Regions from separate parts of the Mus musculus genome. Here region 2 is linked to region 1. The links are chromatin contacts, called in public HiChIP or PLAC-seq maps. All regions are on one chromosome and are shown on one strand. Each heading gives the region's core, a stretch centred on a gene start, on an enhancer-like site or on the middle of the called end of the contact. The rest is flanking DNA. Distances are from core to core; before and after follow the strand shown.

What was found. HiChIP or PLAC-seq counts read pairs in DNA pulled down with a chosen protein or histone mark.
Region 2: a contact with region 1 is called in an H3K4me3 HiChIP or PLAC-seq map of embryonic forebrain, with 2.6 times the contacts expected there. The contact joins the promoter of Dcdc5 here to the promoter of Qser1 in region 1. A contact is called at or near these places in 1 of 39 promoter capture datasets (hippocampal neurons) and 1 of 115 datasets of contacts at active chromatin or transcription factors (embryonic forebrain).

What each region holds. Positions count from the first base shown.
Region 1 is chr2:104,815,286-104,817,985 of GRCm38.p6, reverse strand. It overlaps Qser1 (glutamine and serine rich 1), which reads left to right and starts at 1,290. Exons shown (of 12, transcript NM_001123327.2): 1 at 1,290-1,386. 2310047K21Rik (a long non-coding RNA gene) reads right to left here and starts at 1,064. Exons shown (of 3, transcript XR_003953885.1): 1 at 1-1,064.
Region 2 is chr2:106,079,644-106,082,343 of GRCm38.p6, reverse strand. Dcdc5 (doublecortin domain containing 5) reads right to left here and starts at 1,345. Exons shown (of 24, transcript NM_177844.2): 1 at 1,104-1,345.

The sequences.
Region 1 (2,700 bases), core at 41-2,540:
GCAGGTATTACAGAAGTTTAGATAGTCACCAGAGATAGAGAGTATCAGCTCTATTAGGTCTTCCGTTACGCCTGTCTGATTGGCTTAAACCTTTGTGCTAGTCTTTATCTTGAGAGATCTCTTTGCTAAGCACGTGATAGGTGTTAAGCCAATATTGATTTTTTTTAAAAGGAGAGATAGTCATTAAATCTAAGCTTCACGGTTAGTTTTAACTTTCAACTTATGGATCACAAGCCAAACGATTCATATGATCCCTGAATTTCATTACTCATAAGGAGAAACAGTTCGGGTAGGCACGACCTCAAAGTCATCAAATTACTCACACCACACAGCTTAGAAGTCCGATAAGGCAATGTTTGGGTAGAGTCTTGCAGAGATTAAACATCTTGAGCAGAGAGCCCCAACAAAGTGCATAGTGAGTTCGAATGTATTGTAATTAAAGTCATCCAGATGGTAGTTGGACTAATCAATGATGAGGCGGTATTTATCTTGGGATAGAAGATTCTGAACTCCAGAGTAAGAAAATCCCCAAGGTGGGGGGTGGGGACAGTTAATAAGTGCCCCTGGGAAAGGCCCATTCAGCTAGGGCTGCAAAATTCGTTTGAATTTGAATCAATTTGAATAGAAATCTCCCCCAGGAAGCAGGAACCAGATCCTCTAAGCCCAGCAAACTTTGGGCAGGAAGCGAGTACTGCAAAGCAACAGTCCCTTGTCTGTGGTTTGGGGCGCAGAGAAAGAAATCACAAGCGGGAATCGAGTGTTTGAGTTCCTTCAAAGAACCCGGGAGCGCAGAGTAACGAACTCCAGGCACAGTGCTGGCAAGCCCTCTCCTGTCCGCACCCATGCGGGTGCTCCGGCGCGTAGGCCTTCTCTTCACCGCTAGGGCGTCCACGGAGCAGCCCTCGTCCGGCCCGGCTCCCGAATCCGCAGCCAGCAGCGCGGGGCGCCGAGGGGGGCGGGGCGACGAGCGGGCGGAGGGCGCGGGAGGTGCATCCTGGGAAATCCAACAACATGGGGCGCCCGGGCTGCGGGCGCTGTGGCCGCCTCGCGTCCCGGCCGCAGGCGCCGCCGCTCTCCTGACGTCCGAGCCGAGGCCCGCCCGCCGCAGCCCGGTTCCCCCGCCCAGGCGCCCCCGCCCCCCGGCCGCGCCATGTGAGGGGCAGCTCCCGCCACCGCCTCTTCCTCCCCGCGCCTCCCGCCCGCCCCCGCCGCCTCAGCCCCCGCCATGGACGCGCACTACGCGCCCGCGGGCTTCGCTGAGCCTCCCGCGCCCCCCGCCAGCGCCGCCACGCAGCCCGCTGCCCCCGCCTGGGCCTACGAAGCCCGGGTCCCGGCCGCCGCCTCCAGCCCCAGCTGCAGCGGCAGCAGTCCCAGCCTCAAGGCCAGGTAGAGAGGGTGGGCGCGGGGTCTCACTGGGCCAGGAAAGGCCGCGGATGCGCCGGGGCCTGTGCCCGCCCCTCTCGGGGGCCCAGGCCGGGTGGGGAGCCTTCGAGGCGCCCTTCTTTGCTCCCGGGAGAGGCGGTGGACAACTCCTGGCGGGTGGTCCCGGCTGGGAGGGGGCGCATGGTGCAGGATTCGCTCCTGGGGCGGGTCGGGGCGTGGGGCAGAAAGGGAAGGTTGGGTGGGATGGAGGGGCGCAGTCACCTCTCGGTGCTGGACTCCCACATGGTAAAGTTTAAGCTCCGGGCTGACCTCGGTATCTGGGGAACCGGGACTGACTCCGCGGGGAGGCCTAAAGGGGCGCCGCGGAGTCCTGGGCAGTGACATTCCATTGTATTGGAATCTGGGTGGCCGACAATGTGGTGTTGGGGGCTTCGGCAGTGTGAAGGTGAGGGCGGTGGCAGGGCATGACGAGGAGCGGGGCCGTGTCGCTGACACTGGGGGTCCTGGGATGACTGGGCTGCAAGAGAACCCCCAGGGCGGGACACGAATGCAAAGCAGGGGCTGGGTGACATATGTTTATAGTGATGTAGTGTTCCACGCGTTCAAAGTTGCTTTTGGGTTTCCTCTGCTTTTAACAACGGCAGGAAGTCAAGATTCCCTCTTGGCTTTCAGTGTCTGGGGGTGACTGAGTTTTGGGAAGCGTTGAGGGCTGGTGGTCAAAGAAGGCTCTAGAGGTCGAAGACCCAAAGCATGCTTCTCCGTCTCCACTTCATTGTATAGTGCGGCTCTCCAGCATGGGCAGTAGACCCCAAAATGGGGACTCCTGTTTGCTATTTAAGCTCGCGAGAAATGTGTAGCAGTACTACACTTTGAAATGGTCACATTCGAATGATAACTGGAAGGCGTGGTCTGGCTTTGGGAGCGGGGTACTTTTTAAAAACCGCCTCCCCTAAACAATACTCGATCTAGTAGGTATAGCTTCTGACCCAAGAACAGGGAAATCCTGGCTGGTAATGACTTCATCCTCAGCTACCAACAGGAAGCCTTGTACCTATGTGATCTCACCAGGTTTCTAAACGATTTAAACGACACGAGTGAACTTTTTATTTCACTTTACACATTCTAATTACCTTTGTTTTTATGAAAGTGCCGCATTCATGATTTAGAATAGATGTGTAAAGAATTAACTAGTCTTTGTCTTAGATAGTCTCGGAGTTATTATGAAAGAAAGAAAAATAATAATGCTTCAATAAAAGAGTAATTATAAACCTCAGAAAAATCTTTTGTTTAAAAAGAGCCCGGATTTTTAAAAAGAAA
Region 2 (2,700 bases), core at 96-2,595, 1.3 Mb before region 1:
AGTAGTTATTAATCCTCTCTGAATCACTATATCTCATTAAAAGAAACTAAGTACACTTTCCCTAAAAATAAAGTCTGAGACGTCCCTGGAAGTTCCAAGAGCTTTGATGAACTTTCTTCTGCCCATCGTGTGTTGCAGTTCTCCGAGTGGACAGCAGGAGGTGCTGTGTGAACACCGAGCCTGTCATCTGGAGCCCAGCTCCCTCCAGTTTTCTGTGTGCAGTGAATAGTGAGACGCTTTCAAAATATTCATTTATCAGCGGCCGGTGGCCTGAGATAATGAGCCAAATTCTAAAATGGAACCTCCAAGTTTACAATGTAAACCCCACCCTTATTTAACACAAAGGTTGGCTTCTCTTAAGTGTTATGTTGGAAGATTTTTTTTTTAATGGTACAACCTTTTTTTTTTGTAATTATCCAAACTGCAACATTCTGGTTACAATATAAATCCTTTTTTAAGTCAATCAAATGTCCCAAAACTAATTACAAAACCATATGTCTTTACCTTCACACATACATGTGTGTGTGTATAAATAAACATACAACTATAGAATAAATGCACAGAGATTAAAAGGTAAAATCTAATTTAATTTAGTCAAATACATTAATTCAACTATACTCTGGATCCTGAAATACACAAGTTAAATAAGTATAATGGAATTAAGTTCTCTTGAGGAGAAGTTAGTTCACGATTCATTTCTGTAGAATCTGATTTGCTTTTAGACCCATTTCTACAATAGTGAGGTGAGTTTACACCAGAGGAAAAATGAGGAGTCTCAGCCTTCAGAGGAGTGCAGATGAATTCATTTCCTTCGTTGGTGTTACTGACTCTGGAATAACCATGTAAGGATCTGCTTTTCCTCTGCAGAGTGAGCAGTGAGGAAAGATGAGGCAGATGACACTCCATACCAAAAGACAGACACAATCAGCCCCTTTCTTGCTGCCTTTGAGATTCCAGAGCATTTTTGGCTCCCTTAGAGGCGCTGAGCTCACAAAACATGTCACGGTTCTTTTATGACACAATGCCAATCATTGCGTCTATAGAACCAAATACATCTGAAAAAATATATATAATACAGTACTTTTTAAAAAGGGATGGCTTACCTGCTTGTAATAATATTTTTGCAGACTTTAACCGTTGATACAAGGCCCCAAGAACTCCTTGCCCGTGCATCTTAGCCCCCAAGGGTCTGAAACCTTCTCCCTTAGAGACCCAAAGTGGTCCCCTCAAAGGACTGATGGAATTTTGCAGGCATTTTTCAAGCAGAGAAACTACTGGAGAGAAAAGGGGGAAGGATTCCTTTGACCCAACTGAGATACGCTGTCTGGAATGCAGCCTCGAGACTAGAGCTAACTCTTAACATCTATTATTTATGTCTGACCTGGGTTAAGTCTTAGCGAGGCAATTCCTGCGTTACCAGTGGCCACCAGGAAGGATGTATTTATATTGCGACATCCCCCCCCATGCAAGTCTCATAAGCTGTGTGAGCACACCTGAATAGTTCTGAAGTGTGCCTAACTAGCTGCATGGAGTGTCATGGTGTGCACTGATTGCCTTATCTTCTCATTTATCACAGATGAGTTGGAACCAGCCTTGCCGAAAACCTACTTGCATTGTCCTGATAAAAACTGTACGATCCATGATGTTTCAGTGTCCTGCGTCCTGTAGAGGAGTCCGTGTACCCAAAATATCACATCTGGAAATTATTTATAAAGTATGATCCACACCTTTATAATAAGCCTTCCTACCCCAGGCCCATCATTGGTATTCGTTAAAGCAACCCACGACACAGGGTGACAAGATTGTTTAAATAGAAAAGAGGAGAATGTTAAGCAAGGATTTTCTCATGCCTTTGTGTTCCCAAGTCCCCAGAATATTTAAGCTAGTGGTGGATTCAGGAATGCTATCCCAGCAGGGGCTGTGGAAGGATATTTACTTGTGGGCCTGTCATGTAACATCCATGTGGACTTGACAGATATGTTTATACACTTTGCACATGCTTAGCTGATACAGTCTTTCTAGTGTAAAATACTCAAATGACATGGCAGCTAGGTAATGTTTTCTGAAATTTAGTTTTCCCCTGAAAAGCCAGAAATAAATAACAAAATCTTGGGGCCCAGAAAAAAAAATGAATACATATCACTTTTATTTAACATGGTCTTTTCTTAAATGTATGTAGATCCCAAAGATAAACATGCAAGATAGATAGAGATCCTAGCAATATTATTCTTACACATATTTCTGCAAGGAAAATGAATTAAGCAGATCACAAGCTAAGGGCGTAGGTCTGTGCCCTTGGTTATGTTATATGTTGCATATTTTATGCAAAGAAGCCCAGCACTGAAATGGAATTGCAATCAAGCACAGCTGAGCTACTGAGAGGTTGAGCTATGCAAATGGCCTTTGCTACCTGTGTTCTCCTAAATCTTACTTTCAGCTAAGAAAACTTGCAGTTTAGGACACCTGGTTCTCCAGCTCCCTACCAAAGCCAAACTTAAAGTCTGGTGTGTTCGCTGCTTAGAAAAACGTTGGAGATTAAGAGGTTAAGATTTCCTACTGCTATGAGTAAAATCAAAAACATAAGCGTGATGTGACGACATCTGTGCAGAATTCTGTCATCCAGTTGGAGAAACTAACGCCTGAAATTCTAACAAGCCCACTTTTATACACACAGAGAAACTACTTTTCTCTATATGTTTT